Regions from separate parts of the Mus musculus genome. Here all the other regions are linked to region 1. The links are chromatin contacts, called in public HiChIP or PLAC-seq maps. All regions are on one chromosome and are shown on one strand. Each heading gives the region's core, a stretch centred on a gene start, on an enhancer-like site or on the middle of the called end of the contact. The rest is flanking DNA. Distances are from core to core; before and after follow the strand shown.

Evidence for each region. HiChIP or PLAC-seq counts read pairs in DNA pulled down with a chosen protein or histone mark.
Region 2: an H3K4me3 HiChIP or PLAC-seq map of bone marrow-derived macrophages shows a contact between it and region 1, with 5 times the contacts expected there. The contact joins the enhancer-like site here to the promoter of 4933427D14Rik in region 1. A contact is called at or near these places in 4 of 39 promoter capture datasets (the 3T3-L1 cell line, embryonic stem cells, hippocampal neurons and 1 more), 1 of 484 Hi-C or Micro-C datasets (embryonic stem cells), 11 of 115 datasets of contacts at active chromatin or transcription factors (SST interneurons, astrocytes, bone marrow-derived macrophages and 2 more) and 1 of 9 other capture datasets (adipose tissue).
Region 3: an H3K27ac HiChIP or PLAC-seq map of extraembryonic endoderm stem cells shows a contact between it and region 1. The contact joins the enhancer-like site here to the promoter of 4933427D14Rik in region 1. A contact is called at or near these places in 2 of 39 promoter capture datasets (neural stem cells and stem cell-derived epiblast-like cells), 2 of 484 Hi-C or Micro-C datasets (cortical neurons and embryonic stem cells), 6 of 115 datasets of contacts at active chromatin or transcription factors (astrocytes, bone marrow-derived macrophages, embryonic stem cells and 2 more) and 2 of 9 other capture datasets (adipose tissue and liver).

The regions. Positions count from the first base shown.
Region 1 is chr11:72,205,079-72,209,844 of GRCm38.p6, forward strand. It overlaps 4933427D14Rik (RIKEN cDNA 4933427D14 gene), which reads right to left and starts at 2,404. Exons shown (of 19, transcript NM_001361564.1): 1 at 2,118-2,404. Txndc17 (thioredoxin domain containing 17) reads left to right here and starts at 2,476. Exons shown (of 4, transcript NM_026559.3): 1 at 2,476-2,690; 2 at 3,175-3,256; 3 at 3,652-3,727; 4 at 4,337-4,766. The coding sequence starts at 2,546. The coding sequence ends at 4,405.
Region 2 is chr11:72,517,559-72,522,324 of GRCm38.p6, forward strand. The region is part of intron 8 of Spns3 (spinster homolog 3); the gene reads right to left. Among named protein-coding and RNA genes, the nearest start is that of Spns2, 30 kb to the left of the region's middle. Within about 2 kb of position 1,848, at least 30 of the 459 cell types and tissues checked have an H3K27ac peak or open chromatin away from gene starts, as enhancers often do. A contact at or near this core is called in adipose tissue and bone marrow-derived macrophages, where this site is marked.
Region 3 is chr11:72,500,675-72,505,440 of GRCm38.p6, forward strand. It overlaps Spns3 (spinster homolog 3), which reads right to left. Exons shown (of 12, transcript NM_029932.3): 9 at 4,382-4,447. Among named protein-coding and RNA genes, the nearest start is that of Spns2, 13 kb to the left of the region's middle. Within about 2 kb of position 1,832, at least 65 of the 459 cell types and tissues checked have an H3K27ac peak or open chromatin away from gene starts, as enhancers often do. A contact at or near this core is called in adipose tissue, cortical neurons, extraembryonic endoderm stem cells and 1 more, where this site is marked.

The DNA.
Region 1 (4,766 bases), core at 1,154-3,653:
GGTTCACCCCGTCTGTAGAGCTGCTTTCCTGACACACCCACAAGGCAGCAGGTACACCCAGAGCCGAGGGTACGCCTTCTGTGGCCCACCTGTGCTTTGGCACAACTGCTTCCGTCAATCCCACAGCTCGCCTCCTTCCACACGGACAGGAGAGAGCGCCACATCTGACATCCTGATCCACAGCCCCATGTATTCCTAAAGCTGCAGGCTCCTGAGCCTCCGGCTCCCTCATGACCTGCCTCCTTTCCCACAGGCTTAGAGGATTCCCATTGTATGTCTCCTCCATAACCGGCCCCGGCAATGGCTCAGCCAGAGGAGCTTCCTGAGCCGACTGCTGCCTCTCCCACAGGCCTGAAACGTCATAGCTGGTTTCTTCTTCCCTACCTCCTGGTACCACCACTGTCTGCAAACCTGGCAACTGTCCTTTTCCCCACAGTCCTGGAATACTTGCATCATCTGCCTCCTTCCCCAAAGCCCTGGGTGCTCCCATTGCCTGTTCTATACCCCACAGGCCCTGGGCACCTCGAGAACCTATCTCATGCTCCTCAGAAGCACACAATTCTACAGCCTGTGCTGCACCCCATGACCCCGGGTCACCTCCACATCTAGCTTCCTCTTCTCTAGCACAAGGCACTCCTACAAGCTGTCCCATGGTCCTTAGACCAGGAATACCCCTAGAACCTATATCTTCCATCTCTTGTCTCCTTTGCCACAACCCTGGGCCCCCGTGGGAGGTAGTTCCATCTTCCATGGCCCTGGGTAGTACCAGCAGGGCATCAGGGCCCCCTTCCATCAGCCCCCTTTCCCATAACATATGCCCATATTCAGCTCCTTCTGCCAGAGCCCCAGAAAACTGCCCTGACTGCCCTCCCCCACAGAGACATGAGGTACCCTCACATTCCCTCACTTCTCCAGCTCTGGGCCTTTTCAAGACCTGAGACCATCCTATGGCCTCAGGCACCACCACAGTTTGTCTTTTTTCCCAAGGTCCAGAGGAAACACAGTCTATCTTCTCTACTACCTCAGGTCCACCCACAGGAGGTGGTGTCTTCCCAGCTTGTCCCTGCCTACAAAGGATAGAGACTCTCTCACAACCGGCCCCTATTCCCCTAGCTGTGGGCAGTCCTGAGGCCTGGGGGAATGTCCTAGTATTGCCTCTCACCCAGGGTCCGGTGACACCACCTCGGCTGGTCTCTACCCAGGAAGCTCGCCCAGGAATACCCTTCTCGATCGGCCCCTCTCCCACGGGAACGGGATGGAGCTCCACTCTGCTTCCTTCCCAGCATCCCGACGCTACCCTCATAGCCTGCACCTTCAACCACAGTTCCAGGATGCTCTCATGGCCAAGTGTTCCTGGACGACCTTTTCTCTCACAGCTTGGAGAGCTCCTATTGTCTAGCTCCTCCTCCCCAGATACAGTCACCCACACAGACCCAGCAGGCCCAACCACCTCGGGCTCGCCCACAGTCCCGTTCACCCACACTGTCCTGGGGTCCATTGCTGCCTCAACCGAGCCTGCAGTCCCAGGTATCCCAAAGGCCCTGTTCACCCTAGCGGGGACTGCGGGCTCCGCAGTCCTCTTCTCTAAAGGCTGCTGACCATTCTGTAGCCACCCTATGTTTGCACAGAGCATCCGCCGCACTGAAGATCTCACCCGGCGCCTTACTCCATAGCCTCGGGATAACCCTGCACCCCACCTCCTCGCCCACAGAGGCCGAACACCCCGACGCAACCTGCGGGCCCTCATGCAATGAGCCGGCATCTTCGCTGCCAGTGTACACCTGCGTAGCCCGGGCAAGGGCCCCCGTGCCGGCGTCGCAGCTCCTGGACAATTCCTTTCCCCAATGCAACCTCAGACACGCTCTCTTTGCATCTGTTCCCCCGCACACGCACTCACAACACTCGGATCCAGTCCTCGCTGCCTTTCTGCCTCCCAGCTCTCTCCAAACCCCCGCCCGATCCCGGACGCCGCCCCCGGCCCCGGCCCCCCTAAAGTCTGACAAATAGAAAGGTAATAGGAGGGGCGGAGCTGCAAGGCAAGCCTGGGGCGAGGTCTCTCACTGTCTCTCTGTCTAATGCAGTTTCCCAGAATTCCCCCAGCTCCGGCCCAAGCCCACCTGGTTTGGGCGCGGCGCGGCCACCAAGAGATCGTAAGGCGACCCCACGCTAGGCCTCGCTTCCGGCCTCTCGCCCAGTCGTCATGGCAACAGGCGCGCGGCTGTTTGGGAGCCGTTGATCTTCCTGAGCCATTTGAGGATCAAGGTGTTGTACCGCGACGGGCTTTGCCGTCACTGTCCATGAAGCCAGGGTGGGGACCAGACCAGGTCAGGCGTCTAGTTGTCTGAGGGAAACTGGCGCCAAAAAGAAACTCCAGCAGACCAAAAGGACGGCCCTAAGGAGTTATGGCTATTCAAGGCTCCCGTAGCACCACTCTGCTGCGGCGGCCCCGCCCACCCGGAACCTTGTCCACGCCTTACTTGGGCCCCGCCTTGGGGGCGCAGGACCCTAGGGCTCCTCCCGTGCTCCTCTCCGCACTGTTGTACCCATGGCCACCTTCGAGGAGGTGAGCGTGCTGGGCTTCGAGGAGTTCGACAAGGCAGTGAAGGAGCATGAGGGCAAGACCATTTTCGCCTACTTCAGCGGTTCTAAGGATACCGAAGGGAAGAGCTGGTGTCCGGACTGCGTGGAAGGTGAGGCTGGGACCAGGACTGGGGGTTGCTGCGCCACAGCAGTGCTAGGAAGAAGGCCCCTGCTGAAGTCAGAAAGTGGGATGAGATGAGGATCTTGGTCCTGCAGACCCGCAGAAGCGCCTGAGCTGTACCCCGTCTCTCGTTAGGCCCTTACTGCCCCACCCAAGGATGACCCTCATTTTTATCATGGATTCGGATCTTGGAACCAGGTTCTTTAAAATTCTCAGTTCCCCAAACGATTAGTGTCTCATAAAAAAAAAAAAGACCAGACTCAGGAGTTGATCTTTCCGTCATCATATATGTATGCTGAGTTTTCTGATTGTGTCTTAAAGACAATCAGGACTAGGACTTAAGTGATTCACGAGTCCAGAGGACACGCGACTTTAACATCCTATCTTACAACCGGTTAAAGTCTAAGACTGGGGACGGGAGGGCGTGGGCTATCGCAGTTGATGTGTAATTACTTTTTAACTCTTTTAAAAAGCTGAGCCAGTCATTCGAGAGGGGCTGAAGCATGTTACCGAAGACTGTGTGTTCATCTACTGCCAAGTAGGAGACAAACCTTAGTAAGTCATGTATACCGTATCTCCAGACATGGACTATATTATTAAAAAGCTGGGTAAAAAGGACCTCAGATAATTGGTCAGGCTCTGTGTTTTAGGTATTGTCTGATAAGCTAAACAATTAGAATTACTGAATTCATATTTACAGTTTATGTTCAACCACATATCATCATTAATGAATTGGGTCTGGAATAAGTTCAGAACTCTATTGACTTTACATTTGTTTTATCTTAGCCACACTTTAAACTTTGCAGAAAGTGACACATAAGTTACAGTTCTCAAAATGTTTAAAGGTTAACAAAAGCAGTGGTTACAAGTATATTATATATAAGTCAACTGTTGAGTAAACTGTAATGAACCAAGTAGTATTTTTCATTATCTGTTTCATTTTGGAACAGCTGGAAAGACCCAAATAATGACTTCAGACAAAAACTGAAAATAACCGCAGTGCCTACACTACTTAAATATGGAACAGTAAGTGTCTACCTTTATGTTTGTAGCTATAATGTAGTTAAAACTCAAGTTGTTTTTTGAGTCAAGTTTGAAAAGATCTTGACCTTTGATTTCCAACATCACATTGTTGTTCAGAGTGCATCAGAAACACACAAGTTGGTGTCCATTCCTCTGCCAATCCTGACAAACTATTAATAATGCAGATATTAGTGTCTGGGGTGTATTTTTAAGCCACTTTTAAGATTCTGTCTTCAGAAGAAAGTTGACTCATTTCTGAAAGCACCTTTGTCAATGTTTTCTAAACCCACTTTTCAGGCTTAAAAGGGCTCTCCCTCTATTTCAGCCCTGCCCCTAGAATCCTAAATTAAAGAGTTGAGGGAAAGAGATGGCACCAGGCATGCTGTCTCTTGTTTTCAGCCTATGGGGCTTCCTAGTGTGGAAATACAAGGCCTCTCAGGCCAAGTGTTTTAATGATTCATCTTGACACAAGCATCCTAACTATTTAATAAAGCTTGTTATAACTAGCTGATGGCATAATTTGTGTTCAAAAACTTGTCATTCAAAGTAGAATTCACTCCACCCCTAGTAATATTCATAGCAACAGTGAAAACTTAACCATTCTTTTTACAGCCTCAAAAACTTGTGGAGTCTGAGTGCTGTCAATCCAGCCTTGTGGAGATGATCTTCTCTGAAGATTAAGATTTGATGACCTTGCCGGACTGTGGTGGCACATGCCTTTAGTCCCAGCACTCGGGAGACAGAGGCAGCTGGATCTCTTTGAGTTTGAGGCTACCTGGTCTACAAGTTGAGTTCAAGGACAGCCAGAGCTACAGAGTAAAACCCTGTCTGGAAAAACCAAACCAACCCAAAAAAGCCTGATGATTGCAATTTTGTATTGATTGCCTGGTTTGTTTAAAAGCAGCCACATTATTGCTTTGAATTGATGAGTAAATGATGTTATTAAATCAGTGTATATCTAAACAATAAAGAATTGAAATACAAACCATTAAGTTTTTTAACACGTGGCTATCTAAAAGATTTGAGTAAAATGAGTCTTCAG
Region 2 (4,766 bases), core at 598-3,097, 310 kb after region 1:
GTGCCTGGAAGGTTATCCCCACGTTATTTCTCTTCCCAAACTATGATCACTTCAGTGACTTCAATCAAACTCCCAGATAAACTCCCAGAGTTATCAGCCTAAACCTCCGTTCTGAAGCCCAAGCTAGCACACAGAAGCTGCCTCTTGGCATCTTGAGCTGCATGTCCCAAGAGACAGCCTGGGATGGTTCACCTAGCCTGGATTTGGAACCACCTAGAAGACAGCTCCAGCAATGCCTGTGAGGATGTTTCTAGAAAGCTCTAACTGAGGTGGGAAGATCCATCCTGAATGTTAATAGCACCAGCCTGTGGGCAGGGGTCCAGGACTGAATAAGCAAGAGGGCTGGGCAGTGGTGTCTCATGCCTTTAATTCTAGCACTTGGGAGGCAAAGGCAGGCGGACTTCTGAGTTCGAGGCCAGCCTGGTCTATAGAGTGAGTTCCAGGACAGCCAAGGAACCCTGTCTCAAAACACGAAAGAAAGAAAGAAAGAAAGAAAGAAAGAAAGAAAGAAAGAAAGAAAGAAAGAAAGAAAGAAAGAAAGAGAGAGAGAGAGAGAAAGAGAGAGAGAGAGAGAGGAGGGAGGGAGGGAGGGAGGGAGGAAGGAAGGAAGGAAGGAAGGAAGGAAGGAAGGAAGGAAAGAAGGAAGGAAGGAAGGAAGGAAGGAAGGAAGGAAGGAAGGAAGGAGAGAAGGAAGGAGAGAAGGAGGGAGAGAAGGAGGGAGAGAGGGAGGAAGGAAGGAGAGAAGGAGGGAGGGAGGGAGGAAAGGAAGGAAGGAAGGAAGGAAGGAAGGAAGGAAGGAAGGAAGGAAGGAAGAGGAAGAGAAAAGAAAGAGAAGAGAAGGCCAATTGGTGGCACACCCACCACACCTAGAACTCAGAGGGCAGAGGCAGGCAGACCTCCATCACTTTGAAGCCAGCTTGATCTACATAGTGAGTTCTAGGCTAGCCAAGGGTACACAGTACGACCCTGTCCTAGTTTAAAAAGAAGGAGGAGGAGGAGGAGGAAGAGAAGGAGGTGGGGGAGAGCAGAGCACCAGCATTTGCCTCTCTGCTTCCTCACTGCAAATGCAGTGTGGGCTGGCTAGTTATTTCATCAACTTGACACCAGCTAGAGCTATCGGGGAAGAGGAACCTCAGCTGAGGAAATTCCTCCATCAGACTGCCAACAGGCCAGACTGTAGGGCATTTTCCAAATGACTGTGGGATGGGGGGGGGGGTGCATCTCACAGGGGTGATGCTACCCTGTGAAGGTCCTGAGTTGTATAACAAAGCAAACTTAACAAGCCCCAGGAGCAAGCCTCGGTAAGCAGCACTCCTGAGCCACTGCTTTAGTTCCTGCCTCCAGGTATCTGCCATGATGTCCCTCCATGATGGGCTGTCAACTGTAAGATGAAATTAACCCTTTCTTCCCCAAGTCACTTTTGACCATGGTCTTTATCACAGCGGTAGGAAGTGAGACACAGGATGTCCAGCTGCCTCGTGGTACTGCTACCCACCCCCCCGCCCCCCCGCCCCCGCCCCCGCCCCGGGGAGTGCATCCTTAAACCATGAAGCAAAAATAAACCCTTCCTGCCTTAAGTTGCTGTTGTTGGAGTGACAGAAAAAGCAACTAATATACATCCCAAATTTAACATGCCTAAATTGGAACCCCACAGAACTTTAAAAACAGCCACCCTTCCCCTCCCTCAGACGTCCCCTCAGTAAAGAGCAACTCCTTGACTCCAGCCGCTCAAGCCACAGAGACACTCTCAACTCCTCTCTTTCTTTTGCTCTGTACCCAGTCTGTCAGGAAATCCTGTTGCTCTACTTCCATAACACACCCAGAACCTGACCACTTCTCCACACTTCCTCACTAGCCAGCCTGACTCAAGCCACCGCCCTCGTTGGCCTGTGTCATTGGAAAAACCTCTTAATTATTTTCCTCTTCCTGACTTTGGCACCACCCATTCCATTCCAACACAGAAGTCAGAGAATTCCCCTGCCTTTTTTATTTCAAGTTTTCCCCTTATCTATTTAATATTTGTGTTTGTGCATGCAAAGAGGAGGTCAAGAGACATGTGTACAGACCACAAAGCCAGAGGACAGCTTGCAGAAATCAGTTCTCTTCTTCTACCAGGTTGGTCCCCGGGATCGAACTCAGGGTGTCAGGCTTGGCAGCAGGCCCTTTTACCTGCTGAGCCATCTCACTAGTCCCATAGAGAGTTCCTTAAGCTGTGTGATTGGCAGTTGCAAAATGCCCCCAGTTAATCCTTCCACATCATGTTCATGCCTTTACACTGTGCCCTTCCTCAGTGAACCTGGGTGGGTTCTACATACCTTAGACAACAGAAGAAGGCAGAAGTGATGTACTTCCTGGGGACTAAAAGGCTTTGCATCTTCCACTTGGGTCTCTTAGATATTGTTCTAAAAAGAAGCTTATCTACTCTAACAAAGGATACAGAGTCCCAGAGAGAAGAGCCACGGGAGACTGGTCAGTGTGGGCATTACACCCATCCCAGGTCAGTGCAGTTACAAACAAACAGAAAGCAGAAGAGAAAGCATCCGGCCATGAGAAATCACTGAAGGCCAAGGATGTGACTCAGTTGGCAGAGTGCTCAGCTAGCCTGCACAAAGCCCCACGTTTGATCCCTGGCACTGTTTAAACTGTGTATGATGTTGTATACCTGTAACTCCATGTCCTGGGAAGAGGAGGTGGAGACAGGAGGATCAGAAATTCAAGGTTATGCTTGGCTACAAAGGGAGTTCAAAGCTGTCTCAGTGAGGGTCACCGTTGCTGTGATGAAATACTATGACCAAAAGCAACTGGGGGAGGACAAAGATTTCACTTCTACTTCCACATCACTTCATCATCAAAGGAAGTCAGGACAGGAATTCTAACAGGGCAGGAACCTGGAGGCAGGAGCTGATGCAGCGGCCATGGAAGAGTGTTACTTACTAGTCTGTATCTCATGGCTTGCTCAGCCTACTTTCTTATAGCATCCACGACCACCAGCCCAGGGGTGGCACAACCCACAATGGGATGGTTCCTCCTGTATCACTCTATAAGCAGGCTTGCCTACTGCCTGATCTTATGGAGGCATTTTCTCAGTTGAGATTCCCTCCTCTCAGATGACTCTAGCTTATGTCAAGTTGACATAAAACTAGCCAGCAAAGAGGCCAGTCTGGGCTCACGAGACCCTGCCTCAAAATAACAATAATTATAATTACTATAGTAGACTGTTTCAAGCCACTAAGTTTGGGGGTGATTTGTTAGGCAGCAAGAGATCCCCACTATAAACCATCACTTAGATCACTTGGCTTGTATGCAGGACACATTCACTGGTCCTCAGTTCACATCTGAAACCAAAGACATTGTAGGCACAAGGTCCTACACGATCTGTATCCCCCACTTCCTGGTCCTACACGATCTGTATCCCCCACTTCCTGTTGCCATTGCTCGGAACACATTCCCTCCACCCTGTCTTGGCTCACCCCATCCCAGGCACATTTCCTTCATTCCCACCAGTCGCTTTCTCTTCCCTGGAGTCTCAACATCTGCTGTTCTCCTTCCAGATTGCTCTTTCCCACTACCATGTGGCTCTGTCCTTCACTTGCTTCTGGTCAGTACTGAAGCATTCATCATAGAGAGAGTCTTATATTCCCTGGCCCCTTGAGCCCTGATCCTTTGTCTTTTTCTCTTCTGTTATCCACACAGAACGCATCTTCCTCTGACATACATTTATTTCACTCCATGCAGATGGTGTGCTATTTTGTTTAATACAACACCCCCCCAATGTTTAGAATGGTATATGTCACACAGGACATACTGGGATGTATTTGATGGGGACAGGGGTCCTTGCTGCTCCTCCTGGCTAAGACTTGGCCTCAGATCTACCTCTTGAGATCTCAGACACATCAGAAAATGCATTCCCTCAGTTCAGGAACCCCAGCTTTGGTTCCAGGTACAACTTGAACCCTAGACTTCCTACCGGTGAGACGGTGAGAACAGAGTGGAGCCAGAGACTGGTACCCAGTGGGCCTCCTGTCTGTATGCACAGACATGCTTCCCTTCAAGGTGAAACCCCAGAGGCACCCAGAGAATGGAGGACAAGAAGACCTAAGCCACATCAACCAACTGTATTTTCCAAAGATGAGGATATCTTGTCATCACATGTTCTTTCAGGTCCTTGATCCTCTCTCTCATCAAAAGACAGACTCTAGGGATCTGGAGAGATGACTCAGCAGTTAAGAACACCAGCTGTGCTTTCAAAAGACCCAAGTTCAGTTCTCCAAACCCACACTGGACAGTTCCCAAATACCTGTAACTACAACTTCAGGGAAATTGACTCCCTCTTCTGACCTTCTCAGGCACCCAAACAAATATTCACATGTACATACTCATAAATCAAAATAATCTGTTTTTCTCTGTTTCTCCAGCCTGTTATTATTTTAAGCAACAAGTTAGAGTTCAAGGGAATACAACACTTTCAAAGTAACTTTCCAGGATCAGTCAGAGGAGGCATGATAGCTTCCCCTAGCTAGTTATCCCTAGCTGCTAATGCTTGGAATCCGACCACAGTGTTGTAAGGGAGCCCAGGCTACACAGAGAAGACACGGGCAGGCACTCCGGCTAAGTTCTCATCAACTGCCAGACAGCTTGGCTTCCAGGATCCAGCCCTTCCCATTTGCCTACTTGACTTCAGATAGAAAACACGATGTCACCCCTTCTGCTTCCAACCTAGTCTTGCCTAACTGAAAACTCTGAGCAAAACAAATGCTTTCGTTGTT
Region 3 (4,766 bases), core at 582-3,081, 300 kb after region 1:
CCAAGTAAGTCAAATAGAAACTTCTGAAAGACTCGTCTCAGGAGAAAACCTGCCAGCTCAGAGCTATTCCCTACTATGGCAGCCACAGAAAAGATTGCTGCTCTGTGGTCTTGTCCCCAAAACCTCAGTGTCCATTATCTGAGCCCATCTGCAAATAATAATAATAATAATAATAGCATTTAATGACTACTTCCTGCATGTGTTTTTATGTATCAGCTCCAACAAGTCATGAAGGAGATACGATTATTTCCTGTATTTTATAGATGGGAAAACCTTCACAGAGCAGGTAATTAAATTGCCCAGAGCAGCCCAGCCAGGAAGTAACAGGGTCCAGACTGGATGACAGGCTTTCTCTTCCCAGGGTCTGGCCTTCTGACCCTCTGCTGTTAGGGATGAGGGGAGCTGACATGTTGATGTATTCACTGCACAGCATTTAAAAGGTAGACAGTAAGGCTAAGAAGACAGAAGCAGGCCGTGGGGGCTCACACCTTTAATCCCAACAGGCAGGAGGCACAGGCAGGTGGAGCTTTCTGAGCTGGAGGCCAGGCTGATCTACACAGAGTTCCAGACCAATGAGTGTTGTATAGTGAAACCCTATCTCAAAAAAAGAAAAATTAAAAAGACGGGTTCCTTAGTGGTCCTGCCTATGGGCGGGAGAATCAATGTCTTACAGAGAGAGGTCAAAGGGGACACAGGAAGGTAGGAACCCAAAAATATGACTCTGGATTTCAGAACCGTACCAGACAGACACAGGAGGTCTGCTGGGGAGGGGCTTGTAGGTGGGCAAGGCTGATCTGTGGAGCCACTGTGGGCCATCAAATAGTATGGTGGTCACTGGGGCCGAGGTTTCTCTCCCCACATGGTGAGAGAAGCTGGGCCTCCTGCCATCCTCAGGACCTGCCAGCGCTGGAGGAGGAACCGACCACAGATCTGCACCTTCTCAGGACTTCCTTCTCACCCCATAATTATGTGATTAGTCATGGGTGGCTCTGGGAGCCGGGCTCAGCTTTGGCTCCCTGCACAGAGTCCTCCAGCAAGATCCACATGGGGCTGGGGGCTGCTCAGACCCCCCTCCCCCAGAGTAAGGTCTCTGCAAGCTGCCTCCATGGCTTCTCAATATACTGAAGCATGGGCCCCACCCCCTGCCTCCCCCAGGGTGCCTGTAACTGCCAAGGCTGGGCCGAGCAGCACCTGGCAAGCTGGGGATGGGTAATTTTGAAAATGAGTGGCTTTTGGGTTTCCAACATTCCAGGTTCACCAACTTCTGAGACAAAAACACCTGTGTTTTGGCTCACCCTTCTCAGAAAAGCAGTTCCCTTTATAGCCTGGGGCAAGAGAGGTGCAGGCAGCCACCACCTTACAGAAAGTTGGGGAGCAATCAGGAAGGACAGATTCCCTGGCAGCTTGCCTTCTGCACTCCCCAACTCAACCCCTGTGGCCAGACTCCTCTGAATGGCAGTACAGTCCCTCCTCGAGCCTCCTCCTGCTCAGGACTGGGAGGAAGAGTGAGCCATGGGGAAGCAGCCTGGGTAGGGCAGCTGGAGGCTCCTGGAGCAGAGTTAGGGATAGAGAGATACCTTCTTTTTCTTTCCAGGAGAAAAGATTGTCTCAGGCACAGCCGAGCCAGGAGGAGATGCGCAGGGAGGGTGCAGGGAATGAGCGCCTCGTGAGGATGGGTGAACAACGAGGAGATAAATAAGGAGAAATCTGCAAGGAGCCTGCAGGCTGGAGAGATAACTATGAAAATCCAGCAGCTGTGCTGAAGACTACTGGGCCAGGCCTCGGTGGGAAGTCTGCTAGCAATGCAGTTCCTGGACTGACTCTCCACCCACCCAATCAGATGATGAGGACAAAGAGCCCGCAATCAGTGACAAGCTCCTCCAGGCTTGACTCGGAAGGATGGAGTGTGAGAGCCATTGGAACAGGCAGCCCTTGGGGACCTCCTGTCTAAAAGGAGCCTAGATTCTCCCCACTGGAGAGAGTAGTGTCCTGAGGCAGGACTGGTGGGGATTAGATGACAGACACCTCCTCAGGAACACACAGGGTACAGATTTTAGCTCACTGCTCCTTTTTGGCCTGAAGCACCCTGGTAGGAGCTACTTGCCCATCTATCTATCTATCTATTGCGCATTTGAGCTGAGGTTCTCTCAGTGGTCACCTGATGGCCACAAGCTGTCTCTCATCTTAAGTAGTGGGGGACAGGCATGAAAGGCAGATTGCTAGACCACTCCTGACTGAGCTCCGCTGTCCATCCTCTCCCCTCCCCCCTCCCTTCTCCCCTCTCCCATTCCCCTCCCCCCTCTCCCCTCTCTCCTCTCAGGCACCAGCTCCCAGGAACCCACAGTCTCTCCCTCATTTTCCCATTAGAGCCTCTTTGCTCTCTCTACCAACAGCTGACCACCTGAATGTCTCCTGCTGCAATTTCCTCACAGCAACCAAAAGAGAACTTCACCTCCCGCTTAGGAGCAAGCGCAGGTAGGTACAGGGGCCCTTCTTCCACTTCCTGCACAACCTGTCCCCACATACGTCCTTCCCCTAACCTGCTTTCTCCATGGGACCTCAGTCTCCACACATGTCCCCTCCCTGGTTCCTACAACTTGGCTTTCTGCCATGTCTGCATAGTATATTCTCTCTTGTAAACTTGTGCCCCTCTAAATGATGGGAACAGAAAGGGCTGCACTCCCTGCCACCCCCACCCCATCTAGTACAGGAAGATCACTGTGGGCCACTGGGCTTAGGGCAGGCAGGAAGGCAGCAGGAAGAGCATGGAGCTAGCTAGAGCAGAAGCCTTGAAGCCATGAAGGGCTCAGAGAGCTGTAGGCTGGCTGCATGTGGCCAGCTAGCTCCCCCACAGTCCAGATTCTAGCTGGCCCCCAGAGCCACCCTCTCCCTCCCTCCCTCGAAGTTGTGGGCACACTCCTCGTTAGCACTGCAAAGCTTCTGGCTCTGTTGGGTTAATGATTCCAGCAGAGACAGACATAGGGATGCCATGTAGCCTTCACATATCATTGGGGCCGTCATGTGGAAAAGGGATCACAGTGGGGGGTAAGCAGAGGAAGCTGTGGGGGGCAGGTTCAGTGTGGCTTGAACCGCCTGAGAGAGGATGAGCTATGTAGAGGGTGGGTGTTCCCTCCAGCCGTCTCATTCACCCCACTAGGCAGGTAATGATTAGACCTTTTTATGGGCAAGGAAACTGAGGCCCAGGGCCATTTGCCAGGCCTGTGGCTGAGTCTGGCCTGGAGCCTAGGTCTCCTGTGCAGAAGGAGGGGCAGGGAAGACTGGCTATATCCAGTGATATGTTTGTTCACTAGAGCCAGAGACAGGGCTGAGCCTGAACCACAGCAGGCAGTGAACATCCTATCAACAAGGTGTTCACTCAGATCTTGTTGTCTGATGAAATGATATACATCCCCACGGTCCTTCCAAACCCAAGACACCTTTAGGAGGCAGAAGGGCCATGGGAACCTCAGGGTCACAATAGAAATCCTACCCATTAACCCCTGAGCCTGATAGCGGGCTAAACTTTCTGCAGGTCGTCTCTTCCTGCACTCTCACAACAATGGTCCTAACATTCCATCCCTGTTTTCCTTATCAGGAAACTAAAGCTCAGAGGTACAAAGCAACCCGTTAAAGTCACATGGCTTGTGAGTGATAGAGGGCAGAAGCAAGCTGAAGCCAGGGGCTGTCTCTGGGGGGGACTCTAGCCTGACCCTCTTCACCAGACAGCTGCTGGCCAGGCCACCCAAAACCCTATACCCAGTGCCAGACCGTGCCAGTCTGCCAGGAGACAGCAGGAGGGCCCTCGGTGTTTCTAGACTTAGGAGCCTTGTTATCAATCAGAGTTCACAGTTTCATAATGTTCAAAGTCCTTGTGGCTCCTCAGAAGCAGCTGAGAGGCTGAACGCAGGGCAGAGCCGGGGAAGGAACAAGCTGGACTCTGGACACCAAACCCATGGGGTGAGAACAGCATTAGGTCTTATCATAGCCAGCTCTTCTAGGACTTCATGAGGTGGGATGGGCTGGAACCAGCAGGCTATAGTGACTAGTGCTCCAAGTCCAGCGTCCCTCTCTATGTGACTCTAAAGTACAGGCCGAGGAGCCCACTTACTGAGAAGTGGGTTTGGCAAAGAAGGAAAGAAAACCTGTGTGCCAGTCCAGAGCTTTGCCACTGTGTGACCTTGGTCCAGGTACCAGCTCTCTCTGGGCTCCCATGCTTATATGCAGGGATGATAGAGGAAACACTTGTAAGTGTTTGAAAGGAGATGTTTTGTGTTTAGATACTGTGAAAAGTGGCCTTAACCCCTATCCCATGGTCTCTGAAGTCCTTCTCAATTCCCAGGCTACTCAAAAGTGCCAGGACCAACATGTAATCCATACCTACCAACAGGATATCAGCAACTACCGCCCAGTTACAAGACAGAAGGAGCTCCCCGAGGGCCAGGAACACCTGTGGACAGAGGATGGCCTGGATGACTGCCCCTGCCTCAGGCACCCACCCCTCCCACGGTTCCTCCATAATTGTGCAGAGTGGAAACTAAGGCTCCCCCAAAGGAAGGCACTATGAGACTGGTAGGTGGGAAGAGCCTGGAACAGCAGCCCCCAGGATAGATAGGCAGGTTGCCACTGAGACCCCAAGATGAACAGCAGGTCTGAGAACTCTGGTTCATAGCCTCCAGAACCCAGCCCTTGGGGTCACCCATGGAGCCCCAGAAGGAGGAAGCAACGCGACTACCAGAGCATTTCCAAATGTGAAGACTCAGGATAAG